3 separate regions of the Drosophila melanogaster genome follow, and all the other regions are linked to region 2. A link is a contact called in public ChIA-PET and Hi-C data. All regions are on one chromosome and are shown on one strand. The core of a region is the stretch at or near the end of the contact, and the rest is flanking DNA. Distances in the headings are between cores, read along the strand shown. Region 1 holds the start of peg (pegasus). Region 2 holds the start of Atpalpha (Na pump alpha subunit). Region 3 holds the start of Cortactin (cortactin,).

What was found. Hi-C and Micro-C count contacts between places; a contact is called where the count stands out from the background. ChIA-PET counts read pairs in DNA pulled down with a chosen protein or histone mark.
Region 1: an RNA polymerase II ChIA-PET map of the Kc167 cell line shows a contact between it and region 2, with 8 times the contacts expected there. The contact joins the promoter of peg here to the promoter of Atpalpha in region 2. A contact is called at or near these places in 1 of 1 datasets of contacts at CTCF or cohesin (the Kc167 cell line), 10 of 107 Hi-C or Micro-C datasets (the Clone 8 cell line, the D17-c3 cell line, the Kc167 cell line and 5 more) and 1 of 6 datasets of contacts at active chromatin or transcription factors (the Kc167 cell line).
Region 3: a contact with region 2 is called in a Hi-C map of the Kc167 cell line, with 5 times the contacts expected there. The contact joins the promoter of Cortactin here to the promoter of Atpalpha in region 2. A contact is called at or near these places in 21 of 107 Hi-C or Micro-C datasets (the Clone 8 cell line, the Kc167 cell line, the S2 cell line and 9 more) and 2 of 6 datasets of contacts at active chromatin or transcription factors (the Kc167 cell line and the S2 cell line).

Annotation. Positions count from the first base shown.
Region 1 is chr3R:21,022,648-21,025,631 of dm6, reverse strand. It overlaps peg (pegasus), which reads left to right and starts at 1,469. Exons shown (of 3, transcript NM_143973.3): 1 at 1,469-2,961. The coding sequence starts at 2,934. It overlaps Dhc93AB (Dynein heavy chain at 93AB), which reads left to right. Exons shown (of 28, transcript NM_079700.3): 27 at 136-268; 28 at 449-1,052. The coding sequence ends at 613.
Region 2 is chr3R:20,947,400-20,950,112 of dm6, reverse strand. Atpalpha (Na pump alpha subunit) reads right to left here and starts at 1,399. Exons shown (of 10, transcript NM_001275861.1): 1 at 1,284-1,399.
Region 3 is chr3R:21,062,849-21,065,753 of dm6, reverse strand. It overlaps Cortactin (cortactin,), which reads left to right and starts at 1,283. Exons shown (of 5, transcript NM_001260295.1): 1 at 1,283-1,331; 2 at 1,391-1,459; 3 at 1,646-1,856; 4 at 1,925-2,328; 5 at 2,420-2,905. The coding sequence starts at 1,690. AnxB9 (Annexin B9) reads right to left here and starts at 513. Exons shown (of 5, transcript NM_206530.2): 1 at 353-513.

The DNA.
Region 1 (2,984 bases), core at 220-2,719, 75 kb before region 2:
GTCGGAATTAATATGCATCTCTGCATGGAGATTAGCATCGACACCCGCCCCCTTTAGTTGGCTCTGGGCTAGACCTGTGGCTATCTATAGCTACGATTATAGTCGCGGCATCTGAGATGATCTTGTAAATTGCAGGACGGCACCGCGCGACGGCTGCTGCGTGCATGGGATCTTCATGGAGGGCGCCAGGTGGGACATACAGCAGGGTATCATCATGGAGTCGCGCCTCAAGGAGCTCTACCCATCCATGCCGGTGATCAACATTCGGGTGAGTTGGAAATGCAAATCGGGCAAATGCTAAAATCCGCAAATCGGCGAATCGAGGGCGGATCTGTGGCGTCTCATTGCTGGCGCATGTTGGCATAAATTCGAAAACTAGATTCCACTCCATTATTCTACTACACTGAATGCGAATCCGATTCAATTTAACCTCGTCTATGTACCGCAGGCAATCACCCAAGATAAGCAAGATCTGAGGAACATGTACGAGTGCCCGGTCTACAAGACCCGCACCCGAGGCCCCACCACCTATGTGTCCAACTTGAATCTGAAGACCAAAGACAAGCCAGGCAAATGGATCCTGGCCGGCGTAGCGCTGCTCTTGCAAACCTAAATGGCTAACTGCTTAATGCTTAACTTAACTTAGTTATCTAACTTAATTTAGTTCAAACGATTTCGTAGTTCTTTTCTAGTTCACAACGTAGAACAATAATAGTCATAAGCTAGACCAATGTACCAAGTTTTATCGTAGACTCCAAGTTTGACTTTCGATTTATTTATTAGAGTGCACCGTTTTCATAATAAAACACCTCCTAAGTAGACTTGCCTTAGGCGCACTAGCATAAAACCTAAAAGAAATACCGAACTTATTTTGACTGGAATGGGGATTCATTGTGGTATATTGATACTCGTAATGCAGATAGGTAAAACAGAACTTTATTGTTTTTGCCTTGACTTAATTTGTTTACCATGCAATTGTTTACATTCGGTAGGTAATACCCCGTGGAAACCACCATACCACCAATTGATAATGTTTTTTCGTGGCGAATGCGACTTAACGCTGCCTGCGTAGTCGGCAGCTGATAAGTCTGAAAATTCCAAAAATCTTAATGGAAATGCTAAATCCAATGCGTCGCGTATCCATAAATAACAAGCGTAATATACATACGTATCTGTATCTGGGGGGAAGCAGCATCAAAGAAAATTCATAGACACTGCTGAGTGGAGTGAACTCGTGGCCATCGCAAACTGAAACAAATAATTTTCATATTTTTTGCCCTGCTTTCTTTTTTTTTTTTCTTTTATATTTTTATTTCGTCTTATTTGTACTGCGACAACCTGACTCTCCCGCTCTATAGAGCTCTCAGATTGCGATAAGCGTGTGCCGAGTCTGTTCGGAAATGCTGACGAAATTTTGAACGATTTTCGAAGCATCGCGAGCATCTCAGTATTGAGCGGTACGTGAACCAATTGACAGCGGTCAGCGATGAGGAGCAAACTTTTTAGTGACTGCATAAATACATGAATAATTCAAACTCAAAAAACCCAGCAGCAACAACAAGCTGGTCCACGACAACGTGACCTGCCTGTAGAGTTATCGATCAAACGACCGGCCCGACCGATCCATCGATCCACCGTTCTACCGATCTACCCATCCGATTTCGGAGCCCTGCCCCGCTTCATCTGGTGTATTCCGGCCCAACTAACAGCAGCCGCATCCATCCATCCCAATACCAAATACAAAATACAAAATACAAAATACCCAATAACCAATACCCAATACCAGAGGAAAAAACACAATAAAACAATCTGAAATCAGAAATCAACTACAGGCGAAATGTGCGGAGAAACAAAAAGAAAATTAAAGACGACGACACGAGCGTAAATCTTTTTAGCATGAAAAAATTCTATAAAACTAACAGGCACTGTGTGGTCGGACATCATTCGTGCGCTACGACGGCAGACGACAGCCGCAGATACAGATACAGATACGGATACCGAGATACAGATTCAGATACCAAATACCGAGATACAGATAGCCGGTCGGACGGACAGGGCCTGATTGATTGATTGCCGAACCCGGCCCCATCTCCTGCCCAAAAAATCCAAAATCAAAGCCCAAAACCAAACCCAAACCAGACTCAAAATCTGTCTGCATCAAAGTATCTGCAACAGCAACAGCACAGTCATCCCAGCATCCAACCAACATCTAACAGCGGTCAGCATCCGAGCATCCCAGCATACCAATACCAATCCGATACGAATCCCAGTCCCAGCGGACATCGTCCAGCCGCCAAGCCATCAATCAGTCAACCGAGTCACCGCGTCAGTTAGTCAATCGAATCGACTAGCCAGCCCACTCGACTTTTGCTTTTGCTGGCTGGAGGATATCTTCGGTCGGCGCTTTAGTTTCAGTTCGCATTTGGACGCGTGCTGTGCGGCCTCGCCGATAGAGAGATTCGGATCGGAACGGAATCGGAATTCTGAATTCTCAGTACTCAGCTCTCAGTACTCAGTGTTAAGTTCTCAGTTCTCAGTTCTCAGTACTCAGTACTCAGTTCTTAATTCTCAATTCTCAGTTACGAGCTCTACATTCTGAATCAGAATTAGAATTAGAATCAGAAACGAAAAAGAATCGTGCGCGAATTAATCTACAACGTATCGAGAACCAAAACACTGCCGCACACACGTGTCTGAAGTTCAGTGACAAGCCCCAAATCAGGCGTCTATATTCCATTGAATATATATAAATCGTGAAATCGTAAAACAATTTTAATCAGCTAGAAACCAAGCGCAGGCACGGCATAATTAATTCGTCTGACCCGCAAAGTTCTTGCAAAGTAAATACGATTGTGCAAAGTGTTGGCCATCGCATCGATAAAGTGAAAACTACTCCTACAGCCAATCCGAAAACTAAACCAACTAGTAACAACATGAAGCTCTCAGCAGTATTGTTGGCCAGTAAGTACATATATAGTTTAAAC
Region 2 (2,713 bases), core at 150-2,649:
GTTTTCCCGTTACAAATAATATCTGGACCCACTGTTTGTTGCGAGTGGATTCAGACCGCTTGCTCTATAGTTTTGCATACTTTCGGGCCGTCGAACCAGTATGTGTGTGGGTGCGTGCGTGTGTGTGACCTGCCCTTAGACAAGCCCCAAAATCAATAGAGCTGGCAATACGGACTTAGAATTGGTGGTCTAGCCCTAGGAACAGAACCGAAAGCCCGGGTGGAAACAACAACCCTGGCGAAGAACTCATTACCTTCTGCGGGGTAATTAAGTGGCGTCATCGGTGGGGCATTTAGTAACTAATCGAATGGTGAGGGGGTAGGGAAGGGAAAGTAAGGGCTACGTACTGAGAAAAAAGTACGGTAAGAAGTACGTCGATTTACGCTAATGTGCCAGTGTGTGTAATTAGCAGCGCACTACTCGGCCCAATGACACCAATTCCGGAAGGAGGGAAAGCACGGAAAATGGAAAAATAAACGTGTTATGCAGGGTAGTTTCGTTCTAGAGCTCGAGATTCCAATAATGAAATCTGCGAGATGCGGCGGAATGGGGCGTGGTTCGGGAGGGGCGGCAGCAGTACCGGTTATGTAAGCCGAAAACTGGAAGATTTCCAAGCACGGAAAAGCGAAAAGCTTTCGCGCCGGGAAAGTGGAAAATTTGGGAAACTGGTCGGCCTGGAAATGCAAATTGCGCATGCCAGCTAAGCGCACCTGGAAAGCGAGAGAGAGAGAGACAGAGAGGCAGAGAGAGAGAGAGAGAGCAAGAGAAAGGGAGAGCGAATACAAATTCGAGAAAAAAGTCAAAAGCCAGGCTCTAAGCCCAGGCTATTTTTACAGATCAGCAGGTAAGCGGATATAGGCCCATCCAGATCCAATAGGATTAGTAACTGCGCCCCGTTTCACATTCGATTCCGTTTGCAGTTACCGAAAGCCCGCAAACAAATTAGTAAACTTCGTTGGGCGTCGCCTCGGCTTTGTTGTTGTTGTCGTTGCTTCTCGCTTTTTCACCAGCAACAAAACAAATAGTAGTAGCAGCAGCAGCAGCAAGAACAACACCAAAAGCAATGTACACAACACAGATACACGCACACACCCACACAGCGCACTCGGGCTTCGATTTTTCCCACTAAAAACAACGCCCGCTCAGCGTATCACTTGGCCAATTTGTTTTGGCCCTGGTTCTTTTTGGTTCCCTCGTCATGGTCTAACAACAGTTTAAACTTAACCATTTTCTCACTTAACTAACTTAGTTTTCATCGTAATCCAGGCTTTATTTTTGCTCACCTCGTAATCCGACCTTAACGCCATGTTATTTTAATTTAACTCGATTATTCCCAGGGATGTGGAAAATTTACACAATTCCAACGTATCGATATTTTAGAAGTCGTGACTACCAAATGGAGAGTTATCGGCCTATTGTATCGAATAAGCCGGTGTAGAAATCGGGATGGCAATCGGTTAAGAAAATGTAATTGTAAATATTGCATTATGAATAAAATTACTATTATAATTTGTCAATAGTCCGAACAGTCTGGTTTATTTAAAATGAAAAGTTAAGTATTTTAAATATACCTGGATATTTATTTACCGAAAGTTGTTACTATGCTACCTTCAAATATTAATATCTGGATATGTTTGGATTTCAATACTCTCATTAATAATTGCTAATTTAAAATACCAAGTTAAAAATATGTTTAATTTTTCACCTCAATTTGGAAATAACATACTTTTATGTACTTTTTATATCAACTGCAAGCGTGAAAATTACTGGAGCTGCCAGATTAAAATATACACACTACGATAGTTGCCATCTTGAATATTTACAGATATGGAGAGTTGCCAACGTTATAGTTATGTGTATTCAATTTCAAGAGATAATAAAATACCAAATACAATACGCGCGTCTTCTTGCATTCCAAACATAGGTGGCGCTGTATAAGCAAAATAATTTTAAGTGGCAGATAGAACGAAGTGTAGATGGCGTTCGTTAAACGTATAAATTAGCTACTCTCCAAGAAATGTTCAACTGGACTTGAATCTTCTCAAATTTATTTCCTATGTTCAGTATTGATCGTTGATCATTGTTGCGATGAATGGCTTCAAACGGGCCAGAGATTCTCGAAGGCTCAGCAATTCGACGATCCTGTGGGGAAAAACGCATCTTGGAGATTATAAGTTCAGCTTACTTAAACTAATTAAATTATACTTAAATTTCAAGATACACCTGATACCCCTCGTCATCATTATCCAGCAACTTATCATTGGAAGCACCAACTGAAGGTTCGCCCGAAACCAACAGACCGCGTAATTGATTATAATTAAATTATGAATTTAATTGAGAACACTATTGATAAGTACGAGTCACGATGTGGAACTCAAGACGAAGATCTTCCAATTTGTCAGTGTAATGGAGCTATAAACATAACAATCCTCCAAACGACCAGGCATTTGGAAAACTTATCTCCGTCCGCACAAGATCTCATTTTATCATCCGAAATGCTGACCTCCACTTGGTCGAAGCTGAATTTATCGCAACTCTAAACCCCAAATATAATCAGGATAATTAGATGTCTCAAGTCATTTTGTTCTTGAAGGCTAGCATGTTCTATCTAAGTTAGCTTCCCAGCAAAATGGCATCTAAATTTCTACAGATTCATTCAATTGATCAATTCGGTGACCAATTACAAGGAAATGCCAAATTTGCACACTCTTAC
Region 3 (2,905 bases), core at 34-2,533, 120 kb before region 2:
GAGATATTTCGAAAAATTCCGCTTCTCATTCCTACGTAAAATGGGAAAGCAAGAAAGGAACAGAAAAGTTTACTTAGATTTCGTCGGAGATGAGAAAAGTCACACGCGTCGCGAGAGAAAACGCCAAAAGAGTGGGGCTTTTGCTTTTGAGTTTGATGATGTCATCTTTCGGTTTTGAATTTTTCTCCCACCCGAGGCTTTTATTATTGAAATATAAAGTAAATAGAGAAACAAGATTCTGGAGAATTCTCGCGATACCGCACCCACAACTAGAATTCTACAAAATGCCCATTTTGGAATGGCACAAATGAAAATTATCTTTGAGTGTTTAGCACACACTTTCTTTTCTCACTTTTCCGACTGATTTTCCGCTTGATTTTTTGCGATTTCTGGCACAGCGAGAGTAAACAATGAGTTTTATCTACAAATTCCTTTTGATTTACCAATGATATTCGATTTTCAACGTACAAGTCAGACGATGCGAACTGCAAGCGATGTGAATAAATACCATAGCTGTTTGCGCTCCGTCTTTGGCTTTTATACTCGCGCTCTCTCGCTGGAAGTCGATTAGAGATGAACCAACCGGCGATAGGTTGTTGTTGCTAGGAAATATTCGGTGGTAGCGCCTAACTGGAAGCTGGTATCTTCTGCGTCGTCATAGTATACACCGTAGAATCTAAAGTGTTCCGAGATGGATGAATCATCGGCATTGGAAGCTGTTGAGACATTCATGATATTTCCGTTGTGATAATGACGACATTGGGAAAATAAGATCTGATTACGCATTGAATTTCAAAATGTAACCTTTGACTTCAATATTCAGCCGTTAGGGCAATACAGTTAAATAAATATCCTGTTCCTTCCTAAGCCGTTTTATAACTATTTTTATTTGTATTTTTATAACTATATATAAAAACCAATTACGTTAATTGTCAGCCGACATCGAAGCAAATTCAAATCCAAAACTATCGATATATCGATGATATGTTTGCGGTTATATGAAAAAAGTCAACTCTTATACCTGTTAATTACCGTTCTGGCAGAATCTTATTAATTATACAAATTACTATGGCGCCACTTGGTATAACATCAAATACCTTTTGCCCGAGCACTCAGTTCTATTGATCACGATCACATATATTGGTACTGCAGTATATATCGGTGCATTGACTTATCGAATAAAGTAAAAGAACCACGACTGTATCTCTTAATCATTTAAATTGGGCGCCCCTAAAACTGCAGCAACTACCTTTTGTCAAGCTCATCACAATAATTTATCGGCTTTTCGTAGCATATCGATGCATCCATTGTATCGAATGAAATTTAGTTCAGTTAGTTTCCCGTTTGTTGGTCTCTTTATGAATCAATTGTTTAACCCTTCTCCTCCCAGAAATTTGCAGACATCCCTAGCGGCATCAGATCATAAGTTCCTCTTGCAGTAGGAGTTAGTCATCGGGATGTGAGTATACATATGAACATAGAGCGCCAGTGGCATCTTGTTCCCGATCCGGCTTTGTCGGCCCCTCCCTTCTTCGGTGTTTTGTGACTTGTTATCTGGGCCACGAATCGGAAGCGGAGCCCCTGCAACTGAAAACCTGCCCCGACTACTCACACTCGTCATGGTGTTTATCTATCTACCCAGCAGATAAGGATAAGCGAGTAACCAGCGACCAGAAACCGGTAAAAAGAATGTGGAAGGCAAGTGCCGGTCACCAGATTCAGGCCACCAGTGCAGCCTCCGCGGAGGACGACGACTGGGAGACGGATCCGGACTTCGTGAACGATGTCAGTGAGCAGGAGCAGCGCTGGGGATCAAAGACGATCGACGGCAGCGGTCGCACAGCAGGCACCATCGAGTGAGTCATCCGAAATTCTCGAAACACTGGGTATCGGGTTCATTGTTCCCTTTCTTTATTCTTTTTAGCATGGACAAGCTGCGCGAGGAGACGGAGCAGGCCGATCTGGACAAGAAGAAGCAGCTGCTGAAGGATCAGAACGCAGGATACGGATACGGGGGCAAGTTTGGCGTTGAGAAGGACCGCATGGACAAGTCGGCTGTGGGTCATGACTACCAGGGCAAGGTGGGAAAGCACGCCTCGCAGAAGGACTACAGCGATGGTTTTGGGGGAAAGTTCGGAGTGCAAGAGGATCGCAAGGACAAGTCTGCCGTGGGCTGGGACCACGTCGAAAAGGTCGAGAAGCACGCCTCCCAGAAGGATTACGCCACCGGCTTCGGAGGCAAATTTGGAGTGCAGTCCGATCGGGTGGATAAATCCGCCGTGGGCTGGGATCACATCGAGAAGGTGGAGAAGCACGAGTCTCAGAAGGGTAAGTTACCTAACGGAAATGAATTTCTCATTGATTTTTTCTTAGTATGTTCATGTCTGATTATTTTATTTATATCTTCTCCCAACATAAGATTACTCCAAGGGCTTTGGCGGCAAGTTTGGCGTTCAGGAGGACCGAAAGGACAAGTCCGCGGTGGGATGGGACCACAAAGAGGCTCCGCAGAAGCACGCCAGCCAGGTGGACCACAAGGTCAAGCCAGTCATCGAAGGTGCCAAGCCTTCCAATTTGCGTGCCAAGTTCGAGAATCTGGCTAAAAACTCCGAGGAGGAGTCACGTAAGCGGGCCGAGGAACAGAAACGTCTCCGTGAGGCCAAGGACAAGCGGGATCGGGAGGAAGCCGCCAAGAAGACTGTGGCCGAGAACACTCCTCGTACCTCGACGGAAGCACCGCCTCCAAAGGGCAGCAGGGCGGCCATCCAGACAGGTCGGACCGGTGGCATTGGCAATGCTATCAGTGCATTTAACCAGATGCAGTCGCCTGTTTCTGAAACCCCTCCAGCACGAAAGGAACCCATTATCATTCCCAAGGCGCAGCCTGTTAAAATAGAATTAGAAG